2 separate regions of the Sus scrofa genome follow, and region 2 is linked to region 1. The links are chromatin contacts, called in public HiChIP or PLAC-seq maps. All regions are on one chromosome and are shown on one strand. The core of a region is the stretch at or near the end of the contact, and the rest is flanking DNA. Distances in the headings are between cores, read along the strand shown. Region 1 holds the start of CARD6 (caspase recruitment domain-containing protein 6). Region 2 holds the start of OXCT1 (3-oxoacid CoA-transferase 1).

Evidence for each region. HiChIP or PLAC-seq counts read pairs in DNA pulled down with a chosen protein or histone mark.
Region 2: a contact with region 1 is called in an H3K27ac HiChIP or PLAC-seq map of skeletal muscle, with 2.9 times the contacts expected there. The contact joins the promoter of OXCT1 here to the promoter of CARD6 in region 1. A contact is called at or near these places in 2 of 2 datasets of contacts at active chromatin or transcription factors (alveolar macrophages and skeletal muscle).

What each region holds. Positions count from the first base shown.
Region 1 is chr16:25,799,038-25,805,639 of Sscrofa11.1, reverse strand. It overlaps CARD6 (caspase recruitment domain-containing protein 6), which reads right to left and starts at 1,789. Exons shown (of 6, transcript XM_021077098.1): 1 at 1,617-1,789. The coding sequence starts at 1,789. RPL37 (ribosomal protein L37) reads left to right here and starts at 2,114. Exons shown (of 4, transcript NM_001243603.1): 1 at 2,114-2,154; 2 at 2,799-2,934; 3 at 3,168-3,252; 4 at 4,641-4,757. The coding sequence starts at 2,152. The coding sequence ends at 4,710.
Region 2 is chr16:26,656,542-26,663,109 of Sscrofa11.1, reverse strand. It overlaps OXCT1 (3-oxoacid CoA-transferase 1), which reads left to right and starts at 3,371. Exons shown (of 17, transcript NM_213938.1): 1 at 3,371-3,524. The coding sequence starts at 3,447. LOC106505880 (a long non-coding RNA gene) reads right to left here and starts at 4,315. Exons shown (of 3, transcript XR_001300716.2): 1 at 3,794-4,315.

The DNA.
Region 1 (6,602 bases), core at 540-3,039:
TATTGTAATGCAGCTCTCCAGAATGTATTCATGTTGTCTAACTTAAACTTTATACTAGTTGATTAAATTTATCTTATCAAGCCTTTGGATTTGTGCTAAAGTGTTAGAATGGCAATGGGGAGCGAACACAGCACCTGATCCAAAGTCTCCCCTGATTTGCAGTTTGGGCCAGGCACTAACACGGTGGCTGTCTCTCTTCTGGCTGCACTTCCCCTGAACCACCCACTCGCCATTTACCACTTCCTTGAGGATAGGGACCTTGTCCTGTTAATGTTTCTATTCCCGGTTTCTAGAAGAGCCTAGTATTTATTAGGCACTAATCAACTGTTAACCTGTCAAAATAAAACTTTAAATTCCTGCACTTCATCTTATTCTGTTAGCATGTAGTCAATTACTTATGCTAAGATTTCACAAGTGATAGGTCATGAGTTGTTTCCTTTAAAAAGCACTCACATTTAGGATCTTTTTTTTTCCTATTAACTTTTTTTTTTTTTCTTTTTTCTCTTTTTGCCATTTCTTGAGCTGCTCCCGTGGCATATGGAGGTTCCCAGGCTAGGGGTCCAATCGGAGCTGTAGCCACCGGCCTAGGCCAGAGCCACAGCAACGCAGGATACGAGCTGTGTCTGCAGCATGCACCACAGCTTATGGCAACGCCGGATCCTTAACCCACTGAGTGAGGCCAGGGATCGAACCCGCAACCACATGGTTCCTAGTCGGATTCGTTAACCACTGCGCCACGACGGGAACTCCTATTAACTTTTTTTTTTTTTTTTTTTTTTTTTTTTTTTTGTCTTTTTGCTATTTCTTTGGGCCGCTCCCGCGGCATATGGAGGTTCCCAGGCTAGGGGTCCAATCAGAGCTGTAGCCGCCGGCCTACACCAGAGCCACAGCAACGCGGGATCCGAGCCGCGTCTGCAACCTACACCACAGCTCACGGCAACGCCGGATCGTTAACCCACTGAGCAAGGGCAGGGACCGAACCCGCAACCTCATGGTTCCTAGTCGGATTCGTTAACCACTGCGCCACGACGGGAACTCCCCCAACTCCTATTAACTCTTAAATGTTTGGCTATTTTATTGTTTTGTGAGAGTGAGGGCTTTCCTAGACCAGAAGATTACAACTGGATTAGCGTTTATCAAAGAAGTCTGGGAACCACCAACATTAACACGATAAAGTGTTGGGGTTTTTTGCTTTTGGTTTTGTTTGGTTTTGTAGGTCCGCACCTGGGGCACATGGAAGTTCCCAGATTAGGGATCGAATGGGCACTATGACTGCAAGCTAGATCCCAGCTCCATCTGCGACCTACACCACAGGTCTCAGGAACGCTGGATCCTTAACCCACTTAGCAAGGCCAGGGATTTAACCCGTATCCTCACGGATACTAGTCAAGTCTTAATCCGCTGAGCCATAAGCACAGATGTCCAGGTCCTACCCAAAGCTGCTAAACCAGATTTCCTCACGTTAGCATTTAGGAAACTATATTCAACAAGTTTCACGTGTGATTTCCCTGGCATAACGAGATCTGCCACCAAACCATGCGCCTCTAAATTACAACTAGAAAAAAACATTTGCCTTTCTCTTTAGATTCTGAGCTCAGCTCCGTGCCCCTAGCGACTTCTCAGTAGGAATCAGCCAAAAGCTTCGGGTCGGAGTGACGAGCAACCCTAGAGAAGCTGGTTTCTCCCAGATCAGGTCCTCTGTCTCATCAGACGCCCACATAGGAGCCGGGAACACTCTGTCCGCGCGCGAACCGCGGGGCGGAGCAAGCTCCCTCCGCAGGTTCTCCATCCGCCCGGAGGCCGGAAAACGCGATGTAGCCACAGCTCTAAGAACACGCGAAGGCCGGAGGGAAACAACTGCAGGGGAGGAAGAGAAGTTCCAGCCTAACCACAGCTGAAGAACAAGACGGGTCCCACGAAGATGCGTGCCCCAGAGCCCCAAAAAGTTGAAAGCCCCGCCCCGCTTAGCTTTCTATTGGCCTTGCCTGGCTCCGGATCCTCCTCTCGACCCCACCCACACTGAGGCAACGGAAGCTTGAAAATGGTGCACCGCGTCCTTCCGGAAGTACTCTCCTGGGCGGAAGCTTCTGAGAGAAATATAGCGGAAGTGCTTTCTCTTCCGGCCTCTTTGGTCACGGTGGCGGAGGCGAGATGGTGAGTTGTATGTAAGGGCTCTCGGAATCGGCTTCCATCCTGCCCGTCTAACTCCGTTGCCTGCTATCCGTGGAGGGGCAGGCAAGGTTTCCCAAAACCGGGACCAGTGGACCGGAAAGGGGCATGCGGGGGCTCTCGAGTGTCAGAAGAATGGCTCCGAAGTCAGGGGGTGCCGAGTCTGCAGCCGTGGAGTTGGAGCTTCTCTAAGGCCTCTTGTCTCACCTTTGGGGAGCCCGCACAGTTCAGCGATTCGAGTGTGACCTGAGGGAAGAGGCATAGTTTTAGAGTGTTTAGCTGTTAGCAAAAGAATCTTTGGCGGTGGTCCCAGGCGGGAGCTCTTAGATTCTAGAGTAGGGGTGGGTAGGAAAACCGCATTTAGTCTTTCGCTTTATTCCTCCCCCGTTTTAATGTAACAGATTTCAAAACAGCAAATTACGGCAGGGTGATTTTAGGTGATGTGGAACTCAGGTAATGACCTCTGATAATACCATTTAAGAAAATTGAAGCTCCCTCCGTTTCAGCCGTTGTGATAGTCTTATCACAACTACTAAGATAGATAATCTTAGTAGTTTTTTTACTTGAAAACATGAGACCGTGTATAGAAATTACTAGATTTCAGAATCGTTTATTCCCTTGATTTGCAGACGAAGGGAACGTCATCGTTTGGAAAGCGTCGGAATAAGACGCACACGTTGTGCCGCCGCTGTGGCTCTAAGGCCTACCATCTCCAGAAGTCGACCTGTGGCAAGTGTGGCTACCCTGCCAAGCGAAAGAGGAAGTGTAAGTTAATGCTTTAGTTTAGTAGACTTAAAATGTATTTTGAGGTTGAGGATAGTCTCTTGCTTGTTCTGTACCTAAACGGGGCATAACTTGGAACATTATTTGGTAGCTGGGGAAACTGCATTTGTATACAGATGGGTTTAAAACTCAAGGTAGGCATTCTTAAGTATATTGACTGCTTACAAGATGGTGAGAAAACCCATTTAGAACTTTAACATGAGTTTTTGTTTTAGATAACTGGAGTGCGAAAGCTAAAAGACGAAACACCACCGGGACTGGTCGAATGAGGCACCTAAAAATTGTATATCGCAGATTCAGGTACAGTTTCCATGTTTTATCATTAGTTCCGTGTGATTGAATAACAACCCTCAACTACCCTGGTCAATAGGGATGAGGTGTTGCAAGGTGCTTTTTCTTCTGCCACCATAACTTTTAATCAGTTGTCTAGATTCTGTTTATTAATCTTTCAGTAAATGTATGAGCTGCAAATGTCTAGAGCATAGTTGGAGCTAGGTTCCTGAAAGTGTGATGATGTTAATTAGTTTGCTTACATAGCGACATACATACCTTACCAAAACTTGTCAAGAAAATAGTGTATAAATGAGAACTTTCGTTTTACTGCTTTAGGCAAGTCTGCTGCAGAAAAGTGTCATAGTTGCTGTTGGATGTGTATAGAAAGAAATTTTACAGTCTTAATTTAAGACAAGCCTTAGTGTTTTAATTTCAGTTCCAACCTAACCCTTATAGAGAAGTTGCATTTTAGTGGTAGTTTTTGAGGGGTTAATCTGTATAAGGTCTCAATTGAGGTGCTTTCTTTGTTGGGAAGGGGGGCATCCTCTACACTATAGGATATTTAGCAAAGTATCTGACCTCCCATTTAATTTCAGATTTTCAGATTTTAAAAGATCACAAGATAGTTGGGGGCTTTGTAAACACAACACCCTTATATGTGTTTGTGCCAAGGTGACCTTTGTTTCTTCTTAAGACGATTATACAGCATTATTGGTTAAGAATTCAGTGGTTTGCTGGTTTAGCGTAAGAGTTAGGAGGGAGTTCCTGTTATGGCCCAACAGGTTAAGGACCCACTGTTGTCTGAGGGTGCAGGTTTGATCCTGACCTAGTTCAGTAGGTCCTGTGTGGCTGTGACCTACGCCGCCAGCTGCAGCTCCCATTCCCCTAACCCAGGGGTGCAGCTGTTAATAAAAAGTTAAGAGCTTGAATTGAAGCCAACTTTAACCTGTTACTCCAAAGGGGAGTAACAGTATTTTTACTCCATTAAGTGTTAATATTAAACGAGTTAAGATGTAAAGCACAGTTAAGTAGTTAAGAAAATGACTACCAGTAAACATGCTTTTCCTTGGCTAAAGCAGAGTAGGCTCTGATTCATAGCTTAAGAACCGTTTTTCACCGTTTTTGAGGAATCTTAAGCAGTGGGGAAATACTGGTCCCAGTGATCAATAGAACCAAATATGTTGCTCTTTTTTTCAATTGCAGTTGATTCATTCCCTGAAATGAATATTTTGAAGCAGAAGGAAATAAATATTGCAGCTTATCAGTGATGTTGTAAAAATAAATGTCTGAACATATGAATTTAATATTGATTTCAACATTTAACTGAGATAAGCTCAAAGGTGTTTTTAAATACAAATTAAGATGTATGTGCTGACATTGCTGAAGTAATGGTTTTTGTTTCTAACACAATGCAGGCATGGATTCCGTGAAGGAACAACACCTAAACCCAAGAGGGCAGCTGTTGCGGCATCCAGTTCATCTTAAGGATTTCAGCAAAGTCACGCAATAAATGTTCTGGTTTTAAAAAATTATCTGGTGTGCCAAGGTATTTTTAATAGGCTTTTGGTATTTATGATTTACTATATACTATTGGTTTATGAATGTACAACTTCAAATCAGAATTACTTGTCAAATGGCTGTTTTGAAACACTAACAAGGTAACTTGAGCAAGCGACACTGGCAGGTGATGTGAAAAATATAGGGAATGAACAAAGCACCACTCACGTTACAAGTATGAATGTTTAAAATGTTGGGAGTAAGTGGATGCATAATTCATTTTAGTGACATTCATCTTAGTCTTTGGGGAGTGGTTATCAATCATGTGTGATATGGTTTGGAGTACCAGTGAAAACATGAAGGGTTGTTTGAGTTGTTTTGGAAAGGTGATCTTAACTCATCCTAGTATCAAAAGTGCTTGCTTGGCACCTAGCTTGTATACTGTGCGTACAGTTTAAGGTGGTCAGCTAAGTGCAAAATAAAGCAACCTGCTAGGTATGAGTCAACAACAAAAGTTTATAGGGCCATGTGCAAATGTAGTGTGTTGAGTAGAATGTGAAGAAAGACTAGGTATAAACTCAATTGTAGATTAAAAGATAATAATCTCTAGTAGAATTGTATTAAATGGAGTACAAGTAGCATAAAATAGCAATGTGGCCAAGCTTACATTGATGATAAATAACCTTTTTTTTTTTTTAAAGGGCCGCACCCCTGGCGTAAGGAAGTTTCCAGGCTATGGGACAAATTGGAGATGAAGCCACCGGCCTATACCACAGATCCTTAACCCACTGATCGAGGCCAGGGATGGAACCTGAGTCCTCATGGATACTAGTCAGATTTGTTTCCACTGGAGCCACAACAGGAACTCCAATAAATAGCATCCTTAATCTGGCCTTGAAGGAGATTTTGTGATCTGTGCTGCCTCACTAACCTTAATTCTATTGCACCCTGGAATGCATTCCCAAAATTCTAATTCCTTTCTGCTTTTTCTTTAACTCCTAATTTGTCATTCAGGCTTCAGCTTGCATTTACTTGTACTGAAGCCCCTGTTGGTCTAAATCTGCATTGGGCTTTCTCCCAACGTATGAGACTCAATATAATGACTTGGTTCTTTGAATGTCAGGGATGCATAGTTGATGTTTGTTGGTCTGATTTTACTGCCATGCATGTGCCCAGTTGTAAACTGGAAAGCTAGCGATAACTGGGCTTGTGAGCATAGTCAGTAGTCAAGTAAATGAAGGTTTTATAGTGACCACTGCTGTAAATTCAAGTTTGTGAAATTGCCCTTGACTTAAAAAAATAGTGGTTTTGATTTTGTTATGAGAGTACCGAAATAAAACTTGGGCTTAAGATCTTTGTGAGATATTCAAGTGTTCTAATGGGTGATTCCTGAGTGATGGAGAGGCCCATTAAGATAGGTAATGGCCAGGATGGAGTAAATGTTAAGCTTCAAGGCAAATGAGCACTGACTGACCTGAAGACCTGTGGGATTTCTAAATCCTGAGTCAGAAAACATTTGGTACAGGGAGATGAGAGGTGGGTAGTGGTGCATTAAAGAAGGCCTGAGTATAAGGTGAGCTTATCTCTTGTTTTGTCAGTGCCTGTGGCCTTTGAAAAACTGATTAAGTTTCAATGGGAAGTTCTCTAGTGCAACAGTAATTGCACCCATAGATCGTAAAGTCATACAAATTGAAGCTGCTCCAATCACAGTTAAAATTCATTTTAAGACCCAGGGAGAAGCAATAGGAAGGAGATGGAGGTGAATTAATATTTTCAGTATAGAATGCACACAGGTAGATTCAGTTGTTCATATTTGCAGAAAGTTCATATCTGATACCTCTCATGATGGATTTCTTGAGGATCAAAACTGGTTTGGTCAG
Region 2 (6,568 bases), core at 2,122-4,621, 860 kb before region 1:
AGTTAAGAAGCACGGACTTTGGATCTTAGAGGCAACAGGAAAAACCACTGAGAGGTTTTAAGCAGAAGTAACATGATCAGAATTACATGTGTACATGGTAACTGGTGTGTTTTGCTTTTTTAAGTTTCCTTAGCAATTTAACATAATTTTCATTTGTCATTCCAGGAATTGTGCTTTCTCCAACCAACTCATGTGCTTATTTTACCATTTTTTCCTGAGGAAAAAACTACATTTTTAAGTAAAACTTAATTCATTTTTTTAATCCATTGAAAAAATATTGGTACACATTTAAAAAGCACTATTTCAAAGAATTTATGAAAGTAACAAGCTTACAAAAAAGGCAAATTAGGGAATGATGATTTGTATTGTAAAACTACTTAAATTTATAAAGTAATGTAAAATTTCAAATTTATGTGTTTCAAATTTACTAGAGGAAAAATACTTGTATGAAGGGAATTGTTTTTCACATATTAGAGGATCACTATATAAAATGAAGCATGTATTTTTATTTATTTATTTATTTATTTTAGGGCCACGCCTTTGGCACAGGGAAGTTCCTGGGCTAGGGGTTGAATGGGAGTTGAAGCTGCCGGCCTATGCCACAGCCATAGCAAATGCCAGATTCCAGACATGTTTATAACTTACACCACAGCTCATGGCAATGCTGGATCCTCTAATCCACTAAGCCAGGCCAGGGATCGAACCCACATCCTCACGGATACTAGTTTGGTTTTTAACCCACTGAGCCACAATGACTTTTTTTAAGACTAAAATGACCTAGTTAAGAACCCTTATAACTAGTTAAACCAATCAAAAAACATTTGAAAACAAGTCTTCAAATGCCCCTGATTATCAACCTGGAGAAATCTTCCAACTGTGATGGCAGAATATCCTTTCAGTAATGAGAGATGATGCTAATACATCATATTTGGGGGGAATTTAAATAAAAATCCCTCCAGAGTTCCCTTGTGGTGCAGTGGGTTAAGAGTATGGCATTGGGAGTTCCCGTCGTGGCTCAGCAGTTAATGAACCTGGCTGGCATCCATGAGGACGCAGTTCAATCCCTGGCCTTGCTCAGTGGGTTAAGTAAGGACCTGGTGTTGCCGTGAGCTGTGGTGTAGATCAGAGACTCGGCTCAGATCCCGAGTTGCTGTGGCTGTGGTGTAGGCTGGTGGCTACAACTCCGATTGGACCCCTAGCCTGGGAACCTACATATGCCACAGATACAGCCCTAAAAATGAGAGAAAGATAAAAAAAAAAAAAAAAAAAAAAAAAAGAGTATGGCACTGCAGCAGCATGGGTCGCTGATGTGGCATGAGCTCAATCCCTGGCCCAGGAACTTACTTTTTTTAAATTACTCAATGAATTTTATTACATTTATAGTTGTACAACGATCATCAGACCCAGGAACTTTCTTGAAGATATTCATATATTATTTTAAAAGTACAAAATGGAGTCGTAAAGTCACCAAAAATTAGAACAGTGTGTTTCAATCATGGAGTAATGAGGCTGATTTTTTTCATAAGATTTAGAATTTAGCATAAGACTTAAAATGTGTTTTTTCCTCAGCCAGGAGGAACAGAGTGAGACCAGTCAAGAGTGAGTCATATGACCACTCTTGGACCAAGTTGCCAATGCTGTTTTTCATTTCATGTGTCCTCTAGAAGGGCAAAAGTGGAAAAGCAGAGCCAATTGTGAAAGTTAGCTTTTTCACAGTCAGACCCATACAGTGGCTGTTAAATGCTATTTTAGGACTAGCAATGGGACTTTAGTTCTAATACCTGAAATTCCCCTCTAGCCAACATCTCAAAATGTGTTGAAATTATAGAGCATCAAGAAGTGAATTTCTCCCTGAGTAATTTGACAGGCTAACCTGGTATTTTATTCCCTCAATGACTTTAATTAAAATTATAGTATTCAGGAGTTCTCGTTGTGGCACAGCAGAAACGAACTGGCTAAGTACCATGAGGTTGTGGGTTTGATCCCTGGCCTCGCTCAGTGAGTTAAGGATCTGGTGTTGCTGTGAGCTGTGGTGTAGTTGGGCAGCTACAGCTCCGATTAGACCCCTAGCCTGGGAAGCTCCACATGCCGAGGGTGCAGGCCCTAAAAGGACAAAAAAAAAAAAAAAAAAAAAAATTATAGTATTCATAGGAAAAAAGAATTTGGAGTTAAAAGAATACCATGGAAGGGCAAGTGTTTTTACCGATAGACTTTTAACTGTACTGTGATTGTCCCTTGCTTCAGTGTACTAAGAAAGCTAAGAGCTCATTTAATTTTCTTGTTTGCTTTGCTTTGGTTCAACACAGCCACATTCCCAGGCCATGGTCTGCCCTTAATCAAACATTTGCTGACTTTCCACTTGGTCCTTCCTCTCAGCTGCTAAGTGCATAGATGGTTCACAAGAAATCAGACTTGACTCACATCAAGGAGCTGGTTAAAGGTATGGCTTTTAGAGACTATATGCCATGTCATGCACTACTGCAGCTTGAATAAATTTTTGTAATGCCCAAGATTTATTGCTTGTTTATAATGGGGCCAGAAACTTTGCATGAATTACCTCGTGTAATCTTTAAGACAGTATTGAGTATTATAAGCAATTTTAATTTGCAGATAAGGACACTTAGGCTTAGAAAAGTTATGAAACTTGCCTAAGGAGTCAAAGGGATACATAGCTGTATATTTGCCCCTGCTGAGTAATCTCGGTTTGGGGGACTCCAGTGCCAGAAAGATTCTAAAAAATGCAGCCTTGGCTGAAGGGGTTGGAGAAGGTGTGCTAAGATCGGGTCTCAGAGGCCCAGTCCTAATTTTACCTTCTTGCCCAGGGACAATCTTGACCAGGTCTATCTGGTCACACTTCATGGCGGATAGCTCGCGGCAAGTGCGCAGAGCAAACTTACTTTACACAAGCCAGGGACAGTTTCGGAGAAAGGGGGCTGAGAAATGGAAGACACGGCAACGCTGACGAGGCGGGGGAGTGAGGGGCGGTGTGCCTCCCGGGAGGGTTCACTTTTGTACTGCACGCAGGTTCCAGTCTCTGACGTAAAAAAAGCAACAAGCTGGTGAGAGACCCCGCTGTGCTGTTGGACTGCTAGGCCAGGACCTATCCTTGACCTTGGCAAAGACACACACCTACTTAAAGCCGAGGGGCTGCAGCAGCAAATGCGCGCAGCGCGGCTGCCTGGAACACCCCCGACCCCGTGAAGGATAGGCCAGCGCAGTGCTGGGGGCCTTCGCTACTACCCGCTCCGGCCGCGGGCGCCTCCCAGCCTCGCTTCTAGATAAGCCTGGGAGCGGTTGCTGGGGACGTCATCAGAGCGCAGTCGAGCCTCCAGCCCGCCCCTCGCGTGCCTTCCTCTCTCCTCCCGTCCCGCGACGCGGCCCCGGCGGAGCAGTTGACACACTGAGAGGCGCTCCCACCCCGGCCTGCGCCCGCCGCCCTCCCGACCATGGCGGCTCTCACACTCCTCTCCTCCCGCCTGCGCCTCTGCGCCTCCGCCTACCGCTCCGGGGGCGCCTGGTCCCAGGTAAAGTGCGGGTGCAGAGCAAGGCCACGCGCCGGAAGAACGCGGACGAAACCCGAGGGGTGCCGGCGTTTTCTCCTCTGCCGGCACCCACCTTCTCCAGCCTAGGAGCTTGTATCCCCAGCGCCCTACGCCTTCCTTGCCTCGCTGCTCCTCCGCCTGCCTTGTCAGCTTGGTTCTGCACCAGCTTCCTCGAAGGAACGAGAAGAGGCAAAGAAGCGCGCGGAAAAGGCTGTGCAGGGACAGGGGGACGCCTGGCAGCGCCGCAGTACCTTTCAGGGTTTGCTGGCCTCCTCCCGGGCACGCGCTTGGGAAGGGGCTTGGGAAGGGGCTTGGGAAGCCTGTACCGGCTAGGAGGGCTCCCGGGTTAGGGAGGGGGAGGGGTGAGGCCGCAGGGAATGGGGGATCTCCGTCCAAGGGCGCCTCTAGAGGCCCGGAACCCAGGGTCAGGTTAACCAGCAGTCTACCCGAGTACACCGCCAAGTGGGTGGAACGCCGCGCCCACCATCTCCCCTGCATGGCAGCGCCGCTCCTCGGAGGTTGTAAGGGGAACCCGGACTCGCCGCGAGTTCTACCCCGCCGCGCCCACGAGTCTGGCGGTGGCTTGAGCTCGGGCTTCGGGCGCGGGCACCCCTTCTCCCAAGGCCCTTACGTGGGATCCGCGTTATAGGATTTATGTTTTCAAAGCCTTTATGAAACCCCTTTTTTTCCCCCCCGTCTTCATTGCAAAGTCTTCACAAGTGGTATTCCGAGGCGGAGGTGGTTGCCTGACGTGTTTTTGTTTCTTCTTTGGCTCATAGTCTGTTCCTGCTTTAAGCCCAAGTCCGGGTGCGGTTCCTGACCGGAGCCCTTGGAGGCGAGAACTGGATTAGAGCTCTGGCTACAGCTGTCACCTTGCGAGCCTCTTCTTTTGAAAGGGAAATGTTTTTATTTGGATGAGGTGTTTTTTGTTGTTGTTGTTGGGGCCGCTGCCGTGGCATTTGGGAGGTTCCCAGGCTAGGGGTTTAATCTGCTACGATCCGAGCCGCGCCTGCGACCTACACCACAGCTCTCACGGCAACGCCAGATCCTTAACCCACTGAGCAAGGCCAGGGATCGAACCTGCAACCTCATGGTTCCTAGTCGGATTCGTTAACCACTGCTCCAGACGGGGACCCTCTATTTGGATGAGTTTTGTATGATAGTTCTGAGCTTGAAAGCGTGACTTGCCCACACTTGCCTACTCAGGGGAACTTCTGCCTTGCTCCACTGCTCTTCTGATTTCCCCACATCCACTCTGAGAACAGTGAACTCAAAGCGGAGCCATTAAGCCTGGTAGGTAAGTGCTAAGGGATGATTTAGAACTGAAACAGTTTACTCCTAAATGCCTTTTAGGAAACATATCGATGATCACAGACAGTTTAGGAAATAAAAAGCATTGTTAAAAGCGAACTCTGACCTGAAGGCAGATTGCTGTGGGTGCTGAAACTAATGCAAACCTGGACACAGAGATATCTTTGGACCAAGGTCATTAACATTCCTTCTTTTGGCAGTTCCTTATTTGCCTAAATATAATGTACTCATTTTTGCACCTGAGGTAGATTACTAAACTATTCCTCAGGCCAACAAATTTCTTCTCAGACACTAAGCTGCAGACTATGGGTGTTTCTGTTGTCTCATCTCCCCTTTCAAGTTTGATATAAGGTTCAACTCCAGCTTCTTTTTTTTTTTTTTAATAATTTTTTTTTATTTTCCCACTGTACAGCAAGGGGGTCAGGTTATCCTTACATGTATACATTACAATTACAGTTTTTCCCCCACCCTTTCTTCTGTTGCAACATGAGTATCTAGACAAAGTTCTCAATGCTATTCAGCAGGATCTCCTTGTAAATCTATTCTAAGTTGTGTCTGATAAGCCCAAGCTCCCGATCCCTCCCACTCCCTCCCCCTCCCATCAGGCAGCCACAAGTCTCTTCTCCAAGTCCGTGATTTTCTTTTCTGAGATGTTCATTTGTGCTGGATATTAGATTCCAGTTATAAGTGATATCATATGGTATTTGTCTTTGTCTTTCTGGCTCATTTCACTCAGGATGAGATTCTCTAGTTCCATCCATGTTGCTGCAAATGACATTATGTTGTTCCTTTTTATGGCTGAGTAGCATTCCATTGTGTATATATACCACATCTTCCAAATCCAATCATCTGTCATGGACATTTGGGTTGTTTCTATGTCCTGGCTATTGTGAATAGTGCTGCAGTGAACATGCGCGTGCATGTGTCTCTTTTAAGTAAAGTTTTGTCCGGATAGATGCCCAAGAGTGGGATTGCGGGGTCATATGGAAGTTCTATGTATAGATTTCTAAGGTATCTCCAGACTGTTCTCCACAACTCCAGCTTCTCAGTGTGCCTCCAGCACTTTGCACTTAGGGCTCTTACTACAACGTAAACCCTTAAATCCTCAGCTCTTAACTTTCCTTAACTGTTAACACTGTGTACTTGTTTAACTTTTTGAATGTGATATACATTCATAACCAGATGAAATTTGCAGAGACTGTATTGAATGCCTTATTTTCTCTTTCAATATTACACTCTACCCTGCATAGAATAGACACATTTCATATGTGGATGAGAGAAGCCTGTGGGCAAATTTACATAGTAAGCTTGAGAATGTTAAATATAACTAACAGGTAAAATGAGATAGGTTTTTCTTTCCTTTTTTTTTTCCTTTTTTAAATGACAAACGTATCTGTCAAACTAGTGTTGCATCAGAATTCCTTGGCGGCATTACCATTTCTGTGTTCACCTCCAGAGTATCTGATTTAGTAGGTCCTGCCTGGAGCCTTCTACTTTACATTGATAACTTCCCAGGAGATGTTAAAAATGCTAGTCTGGAGTCCTTCTACACCGCAGGAGTGTTCCAGTCATCTCTTCAGCCGCTAGGCCACTGCTGGGACCTGGGTTATATACCAGGCCTAGCAGTGCGTAAAGGATCCGGTGTTGCCCCCGCTGCAACTTAGATCAAAAATGAGGCCCCTGGGAACCTCCATATGCCACAGAGAGGCAGAAGG